2 separate regions of the Sus scrofa genome follow, and region 2 is linked to region 1. Evidence: chromatin contacts called from public HiChIP or PLAC-seq data. All regions are on one chromosome and are shown on one strand. The core of a region is the stretch at or near the end of the contact, and the rest is flanking DNA. Distances in the headings are between cores, read along the strand shown. Region 1 overlaps DLGAP1 (disks large-associated protein 1). Region 2 has its middle 37 kb from the start of LPIN2.

Region 1 (3,021 bases), core at 375-2,874:
AATCACTTCAACAAGTTGTGGAACAAATGGAAATTTAAGCCCAAGAGATGAAACTGCCAGGGCAGCCGCTGGTGTGTGTGGATGACTCAACAGCACCTGTTGGGGAGGCTGGGAAAATGAACCGTGAAATCCTGATGGCTTTCCCTCCTGGAAGCAACGGCCATGCCTTGCAAATTAGTGAGTGAGCCTGGTGTTCTCAACATCCTGACACGAAACTTTGTGCCTCGTTCTCTGAAGGCTGTGACTCACCTCAGCTACTGGTCAAATGATTCTTACTCAGAGCCCTTGGTTTGTAATCTGGAACGTTAAAGGATCGAGTCAAGGACTAGCCAGATGTCTGCTGCCTTTCAAGATGTTCCTTTGAAATGACTGATTTCAGGCAAGAACTGGTTTTACATATGGTAACCCTCCATTTCTCAGAGTGGTTAACTTCTTGCCAAGCTTCATTAAAGGTTCCCATGAGAGGCTTCAGATCTCAGTGCCTGGACCTGGGCCTTCTAAAATGACTTTCCTCCAAACAACACTTAACTTCCTTTAATTTAGTTAATTAATGGAACTTTCTGAAGAGAACAGCGGCTTTGATCTGAACCTCTTTCTTAGTTTTCTTAACATTTCCGGAAAGGGACAAAGGGGGCTGCCCTTGCAACTGACTAGAGCTACCAGGGCCTCACAACTGTAATCCTTCCTCCAAATCAGGGACCGGATTGCTCCGAAGGAGGGAGGAGCCCAGGAGAGGAAGAAGCCTTGGTTAAAAAGACTGCCCTGGGCATTTTCGTGGGTGTTTGCCCCACACAGAGATAAAAGAGCTAAGGTGGGGCTGCAAAGCAGGCTCTCTGGGAGGCTGGGCCAGCAGTTTGGGAATCCTAAATCATCTTTGCAAATAAACTAACAGGAAACCAGTGAAGGGAATTAGAAATGTTTCTACCTGAGAGAAAGGCTTCTGCAAACAATCGACAAATTCAGATAAAAATGGAAAATGCCAGTCCCACCCAGCAGAACCCTCGTTTTCTTGGCTATTCATCCTCACTGCCATCCACTTAACCAAAGAGCGGCAGCAGCTTTTGCTTTTCAACTTGCCAAGGTAACAAAAACTGTTGCCCTAGCAGCTGCTGGGGGGGGGGGGGAAGGTCAGCACCCTCAACCCAGAGCTCTTACCCTTAATTTTAAGGTGGTAAATTAAAAAGCAAGACATTCTGGGTCTTGACTTACTCTTTGCGTTTTTTTCTGGAAGACAAAAGCAGCCAAGCCATCCCCCTTCCTTGTGACTTACCTGGGAGCCGAGCCTCGGATTTCCAGGTACATCGGTGATGTTCCGAGATTGGTCACCAGGGGGCGCTCGAGAGCGGGCTGCCTGCAGCAATACTTTGTTTTCTCAGACTGAGCTGGGAGGGAGGGGGGGTGGTGAGGGAGATGCCGCTGGCTTTAAAAAAAAAATCCTTTTGTTCTCTGAAATCCTGCTGCCTGCCGTTTTAGAAGGCAAAGGTTGCCACGTTACCTGTTGCCAGGTTCCTGCGAGTGCTTGGGGAAAATGTGGGCGACAAAGGTAACGCACAAAGTCCTCGGGCTCGGTGGCTTTCAAGCCCTTTGGCCGGGCTGGGCGCTGACATTTGGAGCGCAGCTGCGGCGATCGGCCCAGCATTGTTGGGTTGTAGTTCTAACAGAGGAGTGGCTGCGTCTGACATCATTTCCAGGCATGGAGTGCCTGGGGCTTTTTTTTCTTTCCTTCTTTCTTTTCTTTTTTTAATGACTAACTTTCTAACCCCCCCCCCCCACACACACACACACACGCACACCCCGGTTTGGGACAGTACACGCACTGTGCACGACAAGCCTCACCTCAGGAAGCCCAAGTTTTGTAGCAACTTGTTAAAATAACTCGGGTGCCTCAGGAAAAAAAAAAATCTGTGACTCTGAAACAAACCTTGCCATTCTTCCTCTGAGAACAATGTTGTGTTTGATTTGCAGCAGAAAGCGCTGCTCTCCCCGGCTACTATCGACTGAATAGATCTCGGAGCCAGACAAGCTGAGGCTTGGGCGTTTGTCTGGCATTAGGAAGTGTCTGGAATACTAGTAACTACCCACTGGCAAGTCCTATGACTACAAAAGTTATTACAGCAGCCCTCCCTCTCTGTCCACATCCCGCTCCGCCCCCTACACCCTCACACAGGCCCTGCTTTTTTCTACTTGACCGAGGAAAGGTTAGCTGTTCCTGCGGTTTCCGTGGAGGATGGCTCTGGTGGAAATCGTTCTCACAGCCTCTTCCCTTGAGCCAAAACTAACCAGGGGGAAGGCCAGCAGCGGCCCGGGTCCCCTCAGAAGCCCCGGCCCCGCCCCCGCGGCCCTGGGATGGCCACCCTCTCCCCGTGGGGCCAGCAGGGCGCGGACCACTGACCAGCACACTTTGGGTGGCCTGTACATGTTGAGCTGTAAATATTTTGAAAGAAGGCGGTTATTTTTCCCCGTGTGGTGTTTTTTGCGGCGTTTCTCCCTTTGGCAGCAGTTTTCAAGCTGCATGGGCACACCCCTTGCTGACCCATCCACATGCATGCATCCTCCTCACCTTTGCCCAGGTCCTGCAGCTGGGAGCCGTCTCCTGGAATTTGTCACAGAAAGCATTAAGCTTTACTGGCCAAGGCATTTAAGGTTTAATAGCAGATGAGTCCAGGTGATTTGAGTGAAGGAAAAGAGGTGGCATTTGGAGGCCAGAGAACACTAACTCTACCACCTCGTAGCTGCATGACTTAGAGCAATCAGTTACCTGCCCTGAGCCTCTGTCTTACCATCATATATATATATGGGTTTAGTGAGATCTCCCTGGGTCTCGAGACCCTGTCTATTAAATTCGCACGGAGCTCCCGTCGTGGCGCAGTGGTTAATGAATCTGACTAGGAACCATGAGGCTGCGGGTTCAGTCCCTACCCTTGCTCAGTGGGTTAACGATCCGGCGTTGCCGTGAGCTGTGGTGTAGGTTGCAGACCGGCTCGGATCCCGCGTTGCTGTGGCTCTGGCGTAGGCTGGCGG
Region 2 (3,104 bases), core at 38-2,537, 520 kb after region 1:
TCTTTTGCTGGTATTCTTGCCATAGAATGGAAAAGGGCTTTTGTGTTAGGACATTTCCCTGCCCCAAGTCAGTTAACTAGATAATTTAATGGGAACTTCGCTGTATTTAAATTTCCTAGTTTGTTTGTTTGGTCTTGTTAATGAGACATACCTAAGTGGATCACAGGTGCTAAGGTTGAGAGTAGGAAAAAGAGCTTTTCCTAATTAAAAGCAGAACAAAACAAATCCCACAGTTGTTCATATTTGCTTGGTGTTTGTTTTTTTTTTCTCTAGTAGTTTTCATTCCTCTGAATAGGATTCTTTTTTATAAGGCTGCATCACATAAGAGTTCTCTTCATATTAAATTTTTTAAGTATTTTTTTTATAAAGTTTAAAAATTCGAAGAGTACTATGAGGTGTATAGTGAAAAACACCGTCTCTTCCTCCCTGCTGATCACTGCTCCCTAGAAGCAGCTCCTTTCAACTCTTTGCGCCTGTTTCTCGCGGGACTTGGTTCCACGTCCACAGGCCTGCGCTGCGGGAGTGTGGGCTGGGATTTTAGGTGTTCCCTGTGGATTTCCTGGCACACCATGAGGGTTCATCTCACACAGGTGTCCTTGCCTCCCAGTAGAATCGTATCCTAATTTATTTTCAGAATGTTCAGTGTTGATGTTTTTGTGACTAAATATTGTTCAGAACGAAGATTTTATTCTTCGCCAATTCAGATCTTTGTTTTCTCTGGAGTTAATTGTTCTTTTGGCCTGTGTTTCTTGGTACCAGTCCCATGTGCAGCCCCCGACTGGCACCTGGGCCCCGGCCTCCGACAGGGCTCCCCAGCCCCCACACCCGACCCCGCTGACCTCTCCGCAGCTTCTCTCCTCCCAGCGGCTTCCTCATCTTGGTGGGCACGTCCTGCACTTTTCAAGGACAGGTTCACAGAGGGTCACTTCTGTGAGATTGTGGGGTCTGGATGTCTGCTCTAGCCTCCTACTTGGTTGTAGGCTGGCTGTAGAATGCTAGAGAGGAAGTAATTTTTCCCTTAGTGTTGTGAATTGTTACTTTTGAGAAATCACTTTTCTTGAGAAGCCGCAAGCTTTTAAATTCCTGTTTCTGTCCCTCTCCGTCTTCCCTTCTCCCAGGTGCTTTCAGTACTTTTACTTTCTCTCCTTAAAGCCCCTCAACCTCTGGATGAGGTGATTGTCTGTTACCTGCAGCTTTGGTCACCTGACAGCCTGGGTCAGGGAGTCACGGGTTCCCTTGGCATGAACCCGCAGCCTGGCCTTGTCCTGCCTGCTCGTGCTTGGCTGGTGGGTCGGTGTGTCTGGGGGTCTGTAGATCTGTGCGTCGGGCACATCTCAAGCCAGTGAGGCCTCAGGGGCAGAGGCCTGGGGAAGAGTCACTGCAGCCAGGTGCCCCCTGCTTGGTGTGGCCTTGCCCTTTGCCCCCAAAGAAATGACAGGGCTTTCTGGCACAGCCGCCGTGGCTGCAGCACAGCATGAGGATGCTTCTGTTCTTTGTGCTGGGCATCCAGTGGGAACTTTCATTTTGGAAAATCATGTCTTTGGGAAATTTTCACCTGGTTGTTGATGTTTTTGGCGTTATCTCCACCAGTGAGGGCTTGGAGTACTTGTAACTTTCTAGGCCTCTTTTTTTTCCTCCATCCATGTTTCATCTTTCAAAAACTTGGACTTTTTTCATTGTCTCTAGCCATTCTCTTTGTACCTGCTAGTTATTCCTTTTTTATTTCTTTTGTGTTAGTGGGTGGGTTCGTTTGTGAAGGCTGCGGTAACAACACACCACAAACTGGTGGAATAAACCAAAGGTTCTGGAGGCTGGAAGTCTGAGATCCAGGTGTCGACAAGGCTGCTTCTTTGAGGGCTGCCTCCCCGGTAGCTGGCAGTCTCAGCATTTCTTGGCTTGTAGGTGCAGCACTTTGATCTCTACCTTGCATTCACATGGCACTCTGTGTGCCTGCACATGTGTCTGTCTTGGTCCAGGTTTCCCCTTTTTATGAGGAAGCTGGTCATACTGGTTTAGGGCCCACCCTAATGACCTCATTTTAGCTCAGTTACCTCTGTAAAGATCCTTTTTCCAAATAAGGTTATGTTCTGAGGTATTGAGGGTTTAAACCTCAACTTTTCATTTGGGGGCACAGTTCAAGAGTGAATTTCAAGAGGGAATAGTGTGTAACACCCTCTCTGTTCACAGAATGTCTAGTTATTGTAACATTTTACAAGATGCTTTTAGGCACATCTGTCTTCACTGAAGATCAGAAAGCTACTCTCAGGATGCAATTTTAGATTACAACTGGAGATTTTTGTTCAGGCTGTGAGACTGCTAAAATTTCCACTAGTTTCCTGAATATTTTATTATTTAGTGTCTGAGTCACCTCATTTTGTACTGTTGCTTTCTTTCTGAAACAGTTTGAAGGTGGGCAGAATGCCTAAAGAGCAAACAGTCTCGTGAAGAAGTAAACCCTTAGGCTGACCAGCAGAGCCACATGAACATCCTGGAGTTTTGGTTTTTTAAAATTCCGTCATATATTTTCTTGTTTGGGGCTCCCCAATCTTTTAACCTAAAGTAGCCCCCTCCTGCCTTTCCTCCGTTACCCTCTTAAATTTCCTTCATCAGTAATTTTTGTTTGTGGTCTCCCTCCCTCCCTCCTGAGGGTTGGCTTCTAAGTGCTGGGGGCAGGTACCAGCCAAGTTCACTGCCCGATTCCAGCTCAGAGCAGTGCTTGGCACATCACAGTGGCTGCAGCTTTTAAACACATTGACGTATGAAATGGTTTATTTTCCAACATTGCAGATGTGGCTTTACAGCCTCGCTGTTGTTCATATCAATGTAGCTTGGTGAGCAGGCGCTGGTGGAGCCTTACCTGGCGTTTGTTTTGCTTAGCTATGTAAAACCAGGGCCCAGCCCAGCACAGAATGTCCTCCCAGAGCCTGGAAAGGGATGTCCCCCTCCTCCAATTTCTGCTGGGGCCCTAGTAGGTGCCAAGCTAAGTAAGGCAGGACATGAAATTCAGGCTGTGTTTTAACTGGCGTGGGTTGGAGGGAGCTCCTCCCATCTTCCCAGGACCCTCTGCAAGTGCCAATCTGGGGTGCCTGGAGCTGGGCTCTCTG

What was found. HiChIP or PLAC-seq counts read pairs in DNA pulled down with a chosen protein or histone mark.
Region 2: an H3K27ac HiChIP or PLAC-seq map of alveolar macrophages shows a contact between it and region 1. The contact joins two enhancer-like sites. A contact is called at or near these places in 2 of 2 datasets of contacts at active chromatin or transcription factors (alveolar macrophages and skeletal muscle).

Annotation. Positions count from the first base shown.
Region 1 is chr6:103,131,822-103,134,842 of Sscrofa11.1, forward strand. The region is part of intron 7 of DLGAP1 (disks large-associated protein 1); the gene reads left to right. Among named protein-coding and RNA genes, the nearest start is that of TGIF1, 100 kb to the right of the region's middle. Within about 2 kb of position 1,625, at least 69 of the 83 cell types and tissues checked have an H3K27ac peak or open chromatin away from gene starts, as enhancers often do. A contact at or near this core is called in alveolar macrophages, where this site is marked.
Region 2 is chr6:103,648,989-103,652,092 of Sscrofa11.1, forward strand. It overlaps a transcript of LPIN2 not described here. Among named protein-coding and RNA genes, the nearest start is that of LPIN2, 37 kb to the right of the region's middle. Within about 2 kb of position 1,288, at least 18 of the 83 cell types and tissues checked have an H3K27ac peak or open chromatin away from gene starts, as enhancers often do. A contact at or near this core is called in alveolar macrophages, where this site is marked.